2 separate regions of the Zea mays genome follow, and region 2 is linked to region 1. A link is a contact called in public Hi-C data. All regions are on one chromosome and are shown on one strand. The core of a region is the stretch at or near the end of the contact, and the rest is flanking DNA. Distances in the headings are between cores, read along the strand shown. Region 1 holds the start of LOC100193025 (putative laccase family protein). Region 2 has its middle 65 kb from the start of LOC100193025.

Evidence for each region. A called contact is a pair of places that touch in the nucleus more often than the background predicts.
Region 2: a Hi-C map of tassel shows a contact between it and region 1, with 5 times the contacts expected there. The contact joins the enhancer-like site here to the promoter of LOC100193025 in region 1. A contact is called at or near these places in 4 of 25 Hi-C or Micro-C datasets (ear, endosperm, leaf and 1 more).

What each region holds. Positions count from the first base shown.
Region 1 is chr1:39,862,804-39,867,720 of Zm-B73-REFERENCE-NAM-5.0, forward strand. LOC100193025 (putative laccase family protein) reads right to left here and starts at 1,861. Exons shown (of 6, transcript NM_001138193.1): 1 at 1,663-1,861; 2 at 1,204-1,355; 3 at 488-735; 4 at 279-407; 5 at 1-197. The coding sequence starts at 1,776.
Region 2 is chr1:39,927,037-39,931,953 of Zm-B73-REFERENCE-NAM-5.0, forward strand. No RefSeq gene overlaps it. Among protein-coding and RNA genes, the nearest start is that of LOC100193025, 65 kb to the left of the region's middle. Within about 2 kb of position 2,120, at least 6 of the 20 cell types and tissues checked have an H3K27ac peak or open chromatin away from gene starts, as enhancers often do. A contact at or near this core is called in tassel, where this site is marked.

The DNA.
Region 1 (4,917 bases), core at 611-3,110:
GCGCAGGAGCACGTTGGTGGTCTGGCCCGGCGTGATGAGCACGATGTCCGTGCGGAACGGCTTGACGTAGGCGGCGTCGACGTCGACGACGGTGAGCGTGTGGTTGGCGATGGAGAAGAAGAGCTCGTCGTTGAGCGCGGCGTTGATGAGACGGAGCAGGTACCATTTGCCGGGCAGCACCTTCAGCTTGAACGTGTCTATGGAAGCAGCACACATGTGACACATGACGGTGAGCTTGAACTTTTCAATGGGCCCTGGCTGAACGGGCCGAGTCTTACCTTTGCTGGAGCAGTTGTACAAAGGGCCCGGGAGCCCGTTGATGGTGAAGGCGTCCGACACGTTTGGGCCTGCTCCAGTCTGAAGCGCCTGGGCGACAATTGTCTCTGGATCCGCGTTGAACCACTCTCCTGCGGCCACATCGCACGTTAATTATCCTAGTAGTACAGGGCAGGCTACAAGCAGAGCAGAGCAGCAGCAGCAGCAGCACCGAAGATGACTGGGACGTCCTTGTAGGGTTTAACCGGGAGCGGGTATGGCACGCCGCGCTTGGGGAGGATGACGATGGCCCCGTAGAGCGTGGCGCGCATCCAGGAGACGTGCGCGTGCCAGAACAGGGTGCCCCGCTGCCCCGTGATGGTGAAGTTGTACACGAAGCTCTGCCCCGTCTGGATGGGGCACTGCGTCACGTACGCCGGCCCGTCCGACCACCCCGTGCGCAGCTGCCGAACGCCGTGCCTGTTGTTCAATTCGTTCGCGTGTACGTATATGCAGTTTGCATCGCACGCACCCAGAGGGAAGGCACACAAAAGCATCAGTACGGGCATGCAAATATATATCAGCTGCATTATATTGCATTGGCACGTCCTGAAAGACCTGAAACTAGGCTGCTGCCCACTTGGTCCTTTGCTAACTGAAAGGATGGCGAGCTAGCTGCTGATCGCATCCAGGAAACAAATAAAAAGGTGGTAGACGCTGCTTGTTATTAATTAGTTGCTGACACCAACCAGCAGGATCGAGACAGAGGTACGAAACGATGATTTCTCCGTTGAAACATGGCAGCTTTGCGAATGATGATCTAGGTTACTGCTGCAGTTCGTCGCGTCGTTGGTGCAAAGAAACATGGCAGTTCGTCGTCGTTGCTGCAGGGCAGATCGCTATATATATATGTATACTAATTACTATATACATGAAGAGAAAGTTTACCAGTGGATGGTAACGTTGTCCTTGACATTGTTCAGCACCTTGACGACGACGCGGTCGCCCTCCCTGGTGACTATCTTGGGGCCGGGGAACTGGCCGTTCACCGTCGGGATGGCGCGGGTGGTGCACAGCCGCGTCACCTTCTTCATCGTCACCTGCCATATATGCCACACACAAGCCCACACCACACATGACATGATTCGAAACGGCAGATGATATATAGACCCTGTCACGTCCGTCGTCCCAAACTTCCTTCATATATAGACGATGGAAGAACAGACGACCATGCATCAACAACAAGAACTACTAGCAGCTATAGCTAAATCACTGCGTGCGTGCGTGCATGCATGCATGCATGTGGGTACTCCTAGTCCTAGCCAGCAAGTATACGTACATAAGAACACACAGCATGCATGGACGAACGGCGGCTGCTTAATTGGTTGATGAGTGAAATGCACTTACGTTGAAGGTGTAGTGTCTGGTTGTGCCGCCGCCGTGTGACGACTGCGGCAACGCTACCAACGTGCCGAAGAACAGGATGAACGCAAGCCACGACGATGGCGGCGCCGCCCCCATCTCCCTTCCCTTGGCACGCAGATCGATCTCGGACGAGAGATCGAGGACGTACGGTTGTTATATATGGCCGGCCGCAGCAAGATAGCTAGCTAGAGCTATAGCTACAACACGCGGCAGGAATGAAGGGTTATATAGCGAGGAGGAGGAGGACAGTACAGTACTGACGACGGTGGTTGCATTCCTTCCTTCCTTCCTTGCAATTTATTAGGTGGCGACATGATATTTTCCCTTTTTTTCCCAGTGACAAGAAAAAACCGGGGCGGAGCGAGAATTAGGTGACGATGATGATCGAAAGGGTGTTGACAGGAGACGGAGAAAAAGGCGGGGCTTATTAGCGCCAGCCAGCGGCCGCTTTTGCCTGGTCATGTACAAAGAGTTGGGTCCGCCTGGATTTTAGAGTGCAGGCAAAGGAATCGCCCTTTTTGACGTATGGCCCCGCTAGCTGCTTGCTCTCGCTCTGGACGGACGTACATGTATTTTCTCCGGCGTCCAGCGCGCTCATTTTTTTTTTGAACCGTTCGATCTGAGTGCACCCTCGTCAGGATTCAGGAATCATGACTCATGACTGAGACTACTGAGATGATGCAGCCAGCCAATTATCTCCAACGTACGTATTACAGACTGAAGCCCGCGCCCGCCCCCCCTGCAGTGTTGTGATATGATCTTGTGTGTTCTTCTCAAGGAACGACCGCAAATTAACCGTCGCGTCGTCTGTTGAGATTTCCTTGTCGCGTCAGATCGAACGCTACCTTATTAACACTTGGCTAGGATTGGAGTGCTCAGCGGTTAATTTCAACAGTTTTTCTCCTGTAAACTGATAGACGGACGAACTAGAGATCAGAGTTTAGAACACTGCAGCTCACAGGTCCAGGCCACCTCTCTGTTGGATTGATCTTATGTGAATCCGGTCAAAGAGGGGACTTCTTGTATTATGATTGCATGCATAACAATACATTGGATTATTGGTTAACATTCCTCGCCCCATAAACCTAGGGACCTGATCTACTCTAATACGGCTAGCGATGGAAAGACCATCACCTAGCTAATGCACTCTCGGTGTCGTCGTCGCTATTGCACACCGACTCTAAGACTGGCTGCAGCGCAGGCCATCAGCCATCCTCTCTATATGTGTATATTTGGGCCGGGTCTGATGGGCCGGCCCGAAGCACAAAAAAAAATACACCCAGGCATGGCACGACCCGAAATAATTTAGTGTCAGGCTGACACGACCCGATATATCGGGCCGGGTTTGGTCCGAGGTCGCGGCCCATGGGCGGGCACGAGCACGGCTCGTTTAAGGCAGGCACGAAATGGCTCATATAGAGGCACGAAAAGGCCATATATTTATTAAAATCACACTTCATTCCACACTTTCATGTACTTGATAAAAAACACAAAGCTAGAGATAATGCTATTTAGATGTTTTTTGTAGCTTTGAATTAGAGTATGTGATGTAATTTTACTTTTGTTATGAACATTAGATAATAAACTGAACTTACGAACTTTGTATAGAGCTGATTATACTCTTTTTTCTTCTAACAAAATGATTTGTAAACAAGTTAGTCATTGCATAGCTCTGGTAACTTAATACAAATATTAAGTTTGCTTTTGGTCAAATTTATGTGTCTTATCTTTTTATTTGTTTTATTAAATTTGTTTTGAATTTAGGGCTGTGATGTGAATTTCGGGCCAAAAACTGAATTTCGTGCCATGATGTGAATTTCGGGTCGCCCGAAATAAGCCCCGCACGTTTAAGCAATTACGTGTCAGGCCGTGGGCCGAGGGCTAGGCCCATGGGCCGGCCCGAAATTCAAACGGGCCAGGCCGGGCCGAAATTCAAACAATATGGGTCTTTTCGGGCTTGGGCCGGGCCAGGCTGGGCGGCCCGAATATACACCTATAATTCTCTCCTCTATCTCTGTAGATGTTTAGTGTACCCCATTGTCGGCGTTTCGACCCCGGGGGGTCCCTGGACCGACGAGTGAATTGTCGCCGCGTGTCCCAGCCCAGATGGGTTGGCGCGAGACGGAGCACGAAGGGGGGACAGAAGAGAGGGGAAAGCCCGCGGCCTCCGTGTTTGTCCTGCGCCCAGGTCGGGTGCGCTTGCAGTAGGGGGTTACAAGCGTCCGCGTGGGGGGAGAGCGAGGGACTCTACACGTCGCCCCATCCTCCCGCGCGGCCAACCTTCTCGTAAGAGAGCCCTGGTCCTTCCTTTTATAGGCGTAAGGAGAGGGTCCAGGCGTACAATGAGGGGGTGTAGCAATGCGCTGTCGTGTCTAGCAGAGAGGAGCTAGTGCCCTAAGTACATGCCTTCGTGGCAGCCAGAGAGGTTTTGGCATCCTGTTCATATGATGTTGTGGCCGTCGGAGGAGCGTTGGAGCCTTGCGGGAGGACAGCTGTCGGGGCTGTCGAGTCCTTGCTGACGTCTCCTTGCTTCCGTAAGGGTTTGAGAGTCGCCGTCGTCATGGAGCACGCGGGGCGCCATCATTATCTGTTTTTCGGAGCGAGCCAGATGGGACGCCGGTCCCGTTACCCGTAGCCTGAGCTAGCTATGGATAGGGTAATGATGGGCCCCCCTGTGACGTGGTCGGTCCGAGCCCTGGGTCGGGCGAGGCGGAGGCTCCTCCGAGGTCGGGGTCGAGTCGGTCTTTCGGGGTCGAGGTCGTGTCCGAGCCCTGGGTCGGGCGAGGTGGAGTTCGTCGTCTTCCGGGGCCGAGCCCGAGTCCGAGCCCTGGGTTGGGCAAGGCGGAGTTAGTCGTCTTCCGGGGCCGAGCCCGAGTCCGAGCCCTGGGGTCGGGCGAGGCGGAGTTCGTCGTCTTCCGGGGCCGAGCCCGAGTCCGAGCCCTGGGGTCGGGCAAGGCGGAGTTCGTCGTCTTCCGGGGCCGAGCCCGAGTCCGAGCCCTGGGGTCGGGCGAGGCGGAGTTTCCTATGGCGCCCGAGGCCGGACTTGGCCGCTGTCAACCTCACTCTGTCGAGCGGCACAGCAGTCGGAGCGACGCAGGCGGCGCTGTCTTCTTGTCATGCCGGTCAGTGGAGCGGCGAAGTGACCGCGGTCACTTTCGGCTCTGTCGACTGAAGGGCGCATGACATGATAGGATGTCAGGCCATACTTGCATTAAATGCTCCTGCGATTTGGTCGGT
Region 2 (4,917 bases), core at 870-3,369, 64 kb after region 1:
ACGAGAATACATATCTCTAATAAGCTTATTTTCTTTCATTGTAAAAGAATTATATCCATTCAAGACTAGGCAATGTATTTGCTCACAGACATTAGATGTGTCGTAATGGAGCTCTCATAATTTTAGTCAAATCTCATTAGCATTTTCCAAAGTAAATACTTGATTGAAAATGTCCATGCTAAGAGATTCATGCAAGCAATTTTTGGCTCTAGCATTTAAATGACTTTCTTTTTTGTCACTCGCGCTGAGCTTCTCGGGATTCTTAGATGGTTTCATACCATCGCGAGTGACTCTCCAAACACTTAGATCAACTACTTGTAGGTAACAAGCCATTCTAGCAATATAGTGGGGGAAATTAGTATTGTCAAAATGTGGTGGTCTATGGGTATCCATCCCCTTTCTCTAAAAAGTGTCGGGTCTATTAGCGGTGATGATAAAATGTTCCAAATGAACCAAACCGGTCTTTGATACTAATTGAAAAGGAACACAAGCGCCTAAGACGGAGGGGGGGGGCTGAATTAGGACTTATGTAAATAAGTAAACTAGAATGTGCAAAATAGGTTTTGTCTAAGTGTTGTTATCTCTACCGCAAAAGTAGTTATGTAACCTAAGTTACAATCCTAAATATTCTATACTAGGAATAGAGAGATTGAAAGCTAAGTACTTAATTTAAATGTGGAAGGTAAAGAGAAAAGGTAGAGATGCAAACTCTCATGGATGACGTCGGTATTTTTACCGAGGTATCCGGAACCACGCAAGGTCCTGACTAATCCTCGTTGGTGCTCCCATGCAAAGGGTAGCCCACACGAGGGCCAAGCACCACGGTCGAGTAACTCCATAGAGAGCCATAGGCCTTCTCCACGCGTAAATGGTGCCCCGCTTCTGGCTCCTCTAGGATTGAAAGCATCTAGGCCCCTGGTTGGTTTTAGTGATTAATGACAACATAAGATTATATGTGACTAATGTGTGTTTTGCAGAGCAAATGGTAAGTTAGGTCGCATTACAGGAGGTTGCGTTGCAACGGTGAAAACAATCCCTCAGATGAGAACTTGAAGCGACGGCTGAAAAGGCGAATCAAAAGATGAAGGTCTTCATATTCTGAGTGTCCAAGGAGTTGTGGACACTTGGTATAGAATTAGGTCTTCTATTTTTGTTTTAGCCGTACTATAAAGAGGTGTTGTGGATGAGTAGTTTGACCAAGAGAGTTCTAGTGTAGTGTTGGTGCATATTCACACTCACATCTAGTGCTAGGTGTCACTCTACAACACACTCACAAGTTAGAACGAAACCGGTTTGGAAAAACCTAAGTAAAAGAAATTGGGTTTGCTGTCTTAGGGGCACCGGACTATCTAGTGCACCCTCTGACAGTGGGGCCAGCCAGCCCCAGGGCAGCCCCTCTGCCCCCGAGAAACCCGAGAGCGACGAATTCGCTGAAATGAATTTTAGTGCACACATTGGACTGTCCGATATGCACCAGACATTCATTGTTCACTGTCCGGTGTGTCGTCAATACCTTCTCACCCTTATAAATCTAAACAAGATCCAATCTACTTTAACACAATTAGTGAGGGGAAGGCTTATGTTTTTTACCCTCAGCGTCGCCGTCGCGGCACACCGACTCAAGTAGCTGACCTAGAATTTTGGCATGCCATAATATTGCTTCATCCGACAACCCGCAGCAGAGGCACAAGGCTATGCAACGCAGAGTGCAGTTAGAATGTCACTGTAAACAGCTGATAATAGACTCTGGTCACCGCTGTGCATGAAGTTACTGCAATCTGAAGCTAGAAAAAAAACACAGAGTCTGCATACACTGGTACTGGTACTGTTATGTCAGCGTAGTTCCTCGCGCCCCTTAATTTCCATTGCAGGGTTAGCAAGCAAAGCGCCATGTGTTAGTGTGTGGTTTGGGAACATGTCCTTTTGCAAGCTCTTGTTCTTGTCTCTTGTCTGGACTCCCTCGCCATGTCTGTCTTGGACATCAAGGAAACGACTTTAAGTAAAACTACACTAATCTGCTCTCATTGTACAACCTGGAACACACACGCACGCACAGCGGCACAAGGAAGAGGGTTTCTGGTTGGCGACAGGCGACAGGACATGTATCTGATGATCTGATGTGCATGGCTTTTAGGTTGCTGCCGGGAAAGTGACGCGCCATCCTACTCGGACGATCGACCGGTCCTACTAGGCTTAGCATTACTAACTATAGTCAATGAACCGGGTACTCCTACACGAACTAATAAAGTCCTATAGGAGGCATAGGTCGTCTTAGTTATTCATTTTCTGACACAATATATGTATATGTAGGTATTTTGTAGTCTCTATCAAACCGCGACAAACTCATTAATTCAGTTCATATGTTTTTTCATTTATGTTCAGTTTTCAGTGCATGGTATCTCCACATATGAATATTGTTGAATTTAAATTATAATGGCTGAAGTCACTATTACAAAAACTTAGAAAGACGATATAGTACGATCTGATCTTATTTGTTATATATCAACACAAATGATCTCGGTGAAGGCATTGTTTTGAGTTCGAAGAATTTTCTCTTTAATCTCAAAACCTATGGTATAGCCTTCACAAAATTTCTCTTTAGTCTCGGGTGGGTGGGCGTGCAGTCGTCGGTCGGGCACCGGCGGTCGTCCTTAACGGCGAGGAGGTAAGTGGATGCTTCTATGTCGATACCGGTGAACTGTGCACGCCTGAATCTAATCCTCCTTGCTTGAATCCTTCTCTCTGTGCGAATGAATGTATGAAATGGATCTATTATAAAGTTGAGATTGAGTTTTGGAGGTTTTATGACGTGGATTCGGCCCCCTTTGCGTTTTTCTGTGATGGATTCAGTCCTAAGACCCTTCGGGGTACTTTGACAACACTTTCTATGTGCTTGATCTGGTCAGTTTTTGGGGTGAAAACCGTTAGGGTTTCTAACCCTAACCAGTTCGTAGCGTTTTTTACTGTCTCGCTGATAGTTGACCATGGATCTTCGGATCCTGATCCCTTTCGCAGTCTCTGTGACATGGGTTTGGGATTTGGGTTAGGAAAAACCCTAACCATAAGGCCACCGTCTTTAATGTCGGTTTACCGGTTCTTAGCCATGAGACTCACTGAGTCTTTGACTTGACCAAACATAAGAACTTGGGGTTAGGAAAACCCTAGCCTGAGATCAGATTCTTTCTAACCTTTTCTTGTTTGTTTTCTATTTTCTCGAGGTGATTAAGCAATAAAGTAAAACTGAGCCCAATCAATTGACCCGAGAACCCCTTATTTGATCTTAAAACTCGTGGATTAGGAGATCTAGGGTACTTAGGTGGCTTCGATACTATTCATCGATACTGTGGGTGCCTAGGATCATACCTAAGCCCCTAGAATAAAAATCCGTACTAGGGGAGATTTTCGATGAAGAGTAGATCTTATTATACTGAGAGGTTAGGGTTCATATACATTCATTGTTGTTGTTCATAGCCGCGACACGATGGCCGCGGCGTCTTAAATGCGCTCCTGCCTCTTCGTGGCCATCTCCTTACGGTTGAGGTTGAGGTGAAGGATCCCGAGTTCCCTGCACTGGTGGCGGGAGCTCAAATCCAATTCCCATTGGGACGCTATCATTCTCTAACTCCACCATTTCTTGTTATAGCTCTTCCAGTCACTACGCATGCCTAGCAGGAGATGGGTCTCACTGTGAATGTGGATTAGGGTTTTGGTGCGAGCAATTAGCGTTAGCTAACACGTCAGCCCACTTAATCCTATTTATATAGTGTTGTGTGACCGAGGCTACACCATGGTTAGGTACCCACCGATCAAGGGCGTGGATTATAGAGTCAGTTAGGATTAACTCTACCCTGGTTACTGTTAACCGGCTTGTGTAGAGGACACACTCTAACAAGTAGATCTTATGAGCATACCGTATGTGACAAGTTTGGTCAGTAAATACTGGGATTGAGAACATCGCCTTCCAATACATCACTTATTAAAGAATTCAAGGAACAGAACTAAGGCTCGAGACATGCCGAGCTCGTCTCGGCTCGGCTCACCTACTCAACGAGTTGCAAAATGAGGCTCAACTCGTGAGCTGCACCTCAAAAAAATAATAGTACATTATATATTGAATTGATAGTCTATAAATATGAAATAAATAATCATAATGTGGCATTACAAGTAATCTAATTATAATTATCATATATCCATCATTAAAGACTAAGAAACGAGTCGAATATTTATAAAATTATCTAATATTCATTAATATTGTGTAGGTTGGTTAATTTTGTGCAGCTCGCGAGCTGACTCCCAAGCCAGAGCAGCTCGCTCGAGGCTCGTGAGTCGCTCTAAACCGAGCCGAGCCGCTTCAAGCTTGAGCAGCCTCACGAGCTTTGATTTTTTTTTCAGTAGCCGAGACGCTACCTAGCAGGCCGCAGCCGAACAGTAAAAATCGCCAAGGCGCTGCCTAGCTCAATTGTCTAATAAAGCATAGAGTTGTCGGGAGGGAGAATCAGATCATATAGATTGGATAGTTATTAGAGGTTGCTGTCTCCGGTCTCCCTTACGTGCGTGTCAAATATCAAAACTTATGTCTAACACTATATATATGTGCCTCGTCATTTATCAATTCACCTATTTCTTTTGGTAGTTGGCAATGCACTACGAAAAGAGAAGCACGACTCTGTCAATTTCAATCACTGCCGTCCACTCTTCCGCGTGTAGTGTTTCAGTGCAGACACAAGTGTATTCGTATATGAAGCCAAGTCGATGTTTGATAGTAGCTCAACTTGCAAAGGAGACTGAACAAGTTTTCAACAGAAAGTGATTGCAGTTTGCGTCATTTTTACATTGGTTGAAGACTTGAAGCAACCTTAGCTAGTGCTCGCAAAATTGAAGAGTGTGTTTCTGACCACGGATGTGCCTGTAATTTAA